Regions from separate parts of the Mus musculus genome. Here region 1 is linked to region 2. The links are chromatin contacts, called in public HiChIP or PLAC-seq maps. All regions are on one chromosome and are shown on one strand. The core of a region is the stretch at or near the end of the contact, and the rest is flanking DNA. Distances in the headings are between cores, read along the strand shown.

The links. HiChIP or PLAC-seq counts read pairs in DNA pulled down with a chosen protein or histone mark.
Region 1: an H3K4me3 HiChIP or PLAC-seq map of bone marrow-derived macrophages shows a contact between it and region 2, with 8 times the contacts expected there. The contact joins two enhancer-like sites. A contact is called at or near these places in 2 of 484 Hi-C or Micro-C datasets (bone marrow-derived macrophages and cortical neurons) and 2 of 115 datasets of contacts at active chromatin or transcription factors (bone marrow-derived macrophages and large pre-B cells).

Annotation. Positions count from the first base shown.
Region 1 is chr6:143,749,941-143,752,800 of GRCm38.p6, reverse strand. No RefSeq gene overlaps it. Among named protein-coding and RNA genes, the nearest start is that of Gm46720, 10 kb to the left of the region's middle. Within about 2 kb of position 1,355, at least 136 of the 459 cell types and tissues checked have an H3K27ac peak or open chromatin away from gene starts, as enhancers often do. A contact at or near this core is called in bone marrow-derived macrophages, where this site is marked.
Region 2 is chr6:143,326,237-143,329,093 of GRCm38.p6, reverse strand. No RefSeq gene overlaps it. Among named protein-coding and RNA genes, the nearest start is that of 4930407I02Rik, 67 kb to the right of the region's middle. Within about 2 kb of position 1,548, at least 43 of the 459 cell types and tissues checked have an H3K27ac peak or open chromatin away from gene starts, as enhancers often do. A contact at or near this core is called in bone marrow-derived macrophages, where this site is marked.

The sequences.
Region 1 (2,860 bases), core at 106-2,605, 420 kb before region 2:
TCCAGACCCAACAAGGTTGATGCACACATGAACTCACAGAGACTGCCACAGCATGTTAGACCTGCGACCTGCACAGTTTCAAACCAGACAAAATCCCAGCACTGAGAAGGAGAAGCACACACAGAGTCCCATCCCTAACCAAGAAGATGTTCACAATTAATATCTGCTGGTGAAGGAAAATCCATTTTCTCCAGAGGGATATGTCACTGGTTATATCAATTCTGCTCCAGGGCATATTCTATGCCCAACAGCAGCTGGCCAACACAAAACAGACCCCAGTGTATGTGTGTGTGTGTGTATAAAATAGGTATATACATAAAATATATTCTGATAATACCATTATAAAAATATATTTAGAAACAGTTCCTTCATGTACATATAATTGTCCAGAAGACACAACTGCAAATTAATGAGATGTTTGTATAATTTTTACATAAATTATTAAGTCTTGGCTGAATGACTCTTCAGGAAACATGGCATCCTCAGTCTCCTTCAGGGCTGCTTGATAGTTGGATATTCACAATCATCAACGCTGAGAATATCACTTTGCATAAATACTTACCACAAAAATGGCAGTAATGTGCTCAAGACCATTTCAGAAATCAGTGGAAATCCTATTCGGACTCCAAGCCAAAATTTATATGATGAATTGTGAAATAACTTAAGCCAGCAAAACAAAGCACAATTCAAAAATCAAACATTTTAATGCAATACGATCCAAAGATAAAGTAATTTCACACAAGCTAGAAAAGGTGGACATGTCGAGAGCTTCACTTTTTCATAATTAGACCGTCATGCTTATGCTGGAGTGGAAAACTTTGTATGTACATTCAACACTGCTACTCAGAGCACACAATAGTCTTAACTCTGAGTCAAGGTGTTTCAGCAGAGTTCATCATCACTGCCTGGCAAGGGAGCATGCACAGGGCAAAGTTCACTGCTGTGTGTTCAGAATCCGGGCTTCAGTGGGGTCACCGATGCCACAGGTCACTATGCCAAAAATACCCCAGAATCATGATGCACCAGGATTTTGAACTAAATTCTAGTTGTTATACATTCAGAAATTTTGAAGAGTTGGCCACTTTTTTTTTCTGACTTCCATGTGGATTGCAGGATTCCCTATGGGTCCCATGTCCTATAGTTTTAAAAGATATTCTCTTTAAAAGTCCAGGGTAGGTTAATGTTTAATACTAACTACTGCAGATAAAAGCACAGCGCAAACTCAAGCATGGCTTTGAAATTCTCCAGAGAACGTGGAGAGATTACAGCAGAAACACAAACCAGCCTTTTGTGCCTACATGCCCCTTATAGGAACAGCTACTTCTTACACAAACACTCGGAGGGGCCCAGAAGAGAAACTGAAAGAACACGGCCGTTCTGAGAGCATGCGCAGTGGGGACAGCATTCAGCGCTGAGTCCACAGCTTCTGAAACTATCGAACAGTTTTTGTCTGTTTTTCATGGTAAGCCACAAGCACTAGAAGATTTAATTGTCTGGGCTTCCTGTTCCCCTCAGCAGGTGTTGGTGTTAGGAAGATTGCTGCTCTAAGATCGTGCTGTATGTCTGCAAACAGGTTTCTAAGGACTGTGAGTTTTACAGTAAAATATCCTCAAATTTCAAGCTGCCTTAAACACACCCAAGTTTGGCTCTGCAAAGTTAACTCCCTCTGAGATCTGCTACTTGAAAATGATAGCCAGTCTTCTTCTACTTTCTCCTACAGCACGGGAAAGATGTCCATATAGTCATGTCTTATAGCACCAAATTACCCAACATTTCCTGTATTATTATTATTCAGCTGAAGCCATGTTGTCCTCCAGTCAGAGTGGGAAGCCCTCCTCACTGAAGAAGTACAACCCAAGGCTTAAGCACCATCCATTGTCCTGGTTTGGTTTAGTTATCTGAGAAGAGTTAAGGAAATGCCTTCATAGATTGGCCCATAGGCAAGTAGGTGTGTGGGGCATTTTTCAGAGTAAAGATTGATGTGTAAGGGTGCAGGGCACTATGGGGAATGCCACTCTTGAGAAGCTGCTTCTGTGCTGATAAAGCAAGCTGATTTACTAAAAGGATCAAGCCACTAGCCAATGAGTATTCATAGCTTCTGCTTCAGTTCCTACCTCTAAGTTGTGCTTTGAACTCTTGTCTTGTCTTCCCTCAATGGACTGTGACCAGGACATGTAAATCAAATAAACTTTTTCCTCCACAAGCTACTGTGGGTCATGGTAATAAAAACCTCAATTCTTTTCTGCGTTAGCCTCTTTGTCATAGACCCAGCTGTCATCCTTGCCCTGACAAAAGTCAATTTACAGGGGTATTTATTTTAGCCCACAGTTCCATGTTAGCAGCCCATCATCAAAGGAAAGTTAAGGCATGAACTTTAAAAACTAGTCATTTCTGTAGTGAAGAACAGAGAGAGAGAGAGAGAGAGAGAGAGAAAGAGAGAGAGAGAGAGAGAGGGGGGAAGAGAGAGGGAGGGAGAGAGAGAGAGGGGGAGGGAGAGAGAGAGAGAGAGAGAGGGAGATGGAGAGAGAGAGGGAGAGAGAGAGAGAGAGAGAGAGAGAGAGAGAGAGAGAGAGAGAGAGAGAGAGGGAGGGAGAGAGAGAGAGAGAATGCATGAGATCCAACTGCTCAGCTCACTTTCTACACTCTTGCACATTCCAGGAACCAAGCATAAGGAATGATGGATGCCACCCTCAGTGCACTGTCTTCCCACTGCAATTAAAACAATGAAGAAAATCCTCCACGGGCACACACAGGTGCCAATGCTATCTAGACCATGCCTGATTGAGACTCTAGTCTCAGATTAGCCATGCGTGTGTCATGTTGACAGTCCTCCAGAAGACCATGGCACATGGTACATGAC
Region 2 (2,857 bases), core at 299-2,798:
ACCATTTAAACTGTGAGCCAGCATACTTCTTGGTAAACCCCTATCTTCACACACCTGCACACAGACTCGGTTTCTCTTCATGTCCTGCCTGTGTCACATTGTGTGTACATCTCTCATTCAGGACAGTTGCGGCCAGCAATCGATAGAGCTCTTTTGTCCTTTGATAGGTCCTTTATGCAAATCTCGTTAGACATTACAATGCCAAAAATAAATGCTGAGTTTGATGTATACTTTCTGCATAACCACAACGTTGGTGACTAACGCAAGCTCCTCACGCAGAAGGAATTCACCGGCCACGAGTCTCCCATTCTTTAAAGTGTGTCTAAATGAAGAGGAGTGAACCTGACAACGAACAGGAGGAAGATAAAGGATGCAGGGGCAAGAGGGAAGAGAAGGGGTAGGTATAAAAGTCCTGAGCACAAATCTACAACAGTGCGTTAAGTAAGATCAAGACAGCACCTGCCCAGCTACTGCCATCCCAGCAGCAAAACAAAAACCAGAACAAGCAGAAGCCAGAGAAGAAGCCGGTGTGTGGATGCGCTCTGTCCCCGCAGGGGTTTAGGCAGGGCTGAAGGAGGAGCGTATGGGAGGTGTTATGGTTTGAATCTGAAATGTCTCCTACAGGCTTATGCTCCGAACAGTTGTTCCAGCTGGTGTGCTATTTCGAGAGCCTGTGGAGCCTTTGCGAGGTGGAGCCCAGTTGACAGAAGCAGGTCCCCAGGGTTGAGCCGTTGAAAGGTCTCAGCCCAGACCCTAATCTGGCCTTTCTCCCTGCTTCCTGGTGTGTTGTGTAATGTGAACAGCCTCCACCACAAGCTCCTACACCCACAGTCTGAGCTGCTCTGCCAAGCTCTCCCTGCCATGACGGCCTGAAGCAATCTCAAACTGTAAGCCCTCACAACCCCTTTGGCCCTTCAGGTTGTCAGTCCTAGCAGCCTCGGTGCTGCAAAAGTGAAAGAGCTAGAACGACCAGGCAAGTACCCTTCCTTCTTCCCGCCCTGTTGGACCTTCAGGAATATAAGGAAAGAAAGGAGGTGGCCCCTTCCCTCGCGCCCCACACCTATCATCAAATCCCTGGACCAATATTGCTCATGACTGCCCCCTGCAGGCCTTAGCTGGTCTTTCCCAGCATGGGCCACTAAAAATGGAAGTCACCTCCCGCTGGATATTACGTTATGCCTGTTCTTTCCCCTAGAAGGAATAGCAACTTTCCAAAGCCAGCATCGAGGCATCTTATCTCCATCCATCCCCTAAGAGATAAAAGTCCATACTCAAAAAGAGAGAGAGAGAGAGAAGAAAAAAGCAGTTTCTTCCATCTTTCCACGCTCAAGGTCAGGAGGAGGGAAGGAAATCCTATCTTTCTCAAGAGTCTTGAAAACTAACTGTCATGGAGAGTAGTCTGACTGAATTGTGTTGTTGGCATGGACACCGCCATGCCAAGGACCCCAAAGCATCCGATCCATGGGAATAGCAAGGCCTTCCCTGGGTGGGGCTCTGAGGACTGGGAAACTTCCTTTATCCAAACATACGTGTTTATTAATGATTGACCCGTGTGTGCAAAAGCGAACAGCCACAGCTTCCTCCTCCCGATGTCTGCAGCCTGAGACTGAGAGTAAACTCCCTGACTTTCCAGGTTGCGTGGCAGTCGCCGTCCATCGCGGAGCACAGCCCACCCAAAACCAGTTTCTTTGGATGTATATCTGTCATTTCTTTATCCCTGTGTTGCCCCAAGTTGCCATGGAGGTCACAGCAAATTGTATTATACTGTGCGCCCTTCACACTCCTCTACCTATCTAACTGCTGCTCTTATGACTCAGCATGGCTTTCCTATCTCCCCTCTGCCTTCTCTCTCGGCCAGTGACTTGATTCAGCAATTCCCTGACAGCCTGGTCCCGAAATACAATTGAACAAGTCGTAGGATGGGGCTCCATTGAGGCGTCCCATGGGGAAAATGAAAATGGAAGTGCACTGGGGTCCGTTGCAACTACGAGTCTTCTGCTGGTGTCTGAGCACCCAGCCCCACCCTTCTCAGTTACGTGTTCTTCCCGAGCCGTTCCATTGGCCCTCAGCCTGTGAGGGGAGAGCACCACCAGTTAGCTCAACAGTGCACCATTGCTTAGGGATGGATCCGCCAGAGTTTACCTTGGAGGACCTCTCTCGGACTTAGTTCACAGGCCACACCCTCGCACCCTTAGCCTGACAAGCTTGCCTTCGCGTTCGGGGCGGGGGGGGGGGGGGGGGGAAATCCCACACAATTGAGTTCAAGATAGTCGTGAGACCAAATGTGTCATTTCCCTTGTCAAAATGAAAGCTGTAAATTTTAAACCTAATGCTTAATGTATCCAGATATTGAACACAGGGACTTTTATCCTCTGCTTAATGGTCTGTCTAAAAACATCAAAAAAGATTACTTAAAAACGCTAGGCCTCGGAGGTCCTATAAAATTACATGAATCCTCCACTCCCCCCCCCATACACCATCTCTTCCAAGTTTTAAAAAATTTATTGGAAAACACTTATGCAATATTTTAAATATTCTTTTTTTTTCTTCCCCTCAGATAGTAAGTCTGGTGGGCTTGATTGCTAGGGGTGGTTAAGAGAAGCAACGGGCTATGATGAAATTTTATTAGATTAGAATCTAAAGCTTTAATAGCATCTGCTGCTGGGAATGAGGCAGACCTTATTCAGCATCTTCTAGAACTCGGAAAATGGTCAAGCCCATCTCTCCCTCTTTAACCTAACATCACGGTAAGGACAGGTGGCACTGCTCGGGCTCTCTAATATAGGCTCTCAGATCTGTAGGGATCTGGTTAAAACAGAAGCTTAAAGAAGGTACTCGAAAGAGAGTCATCGAAAGT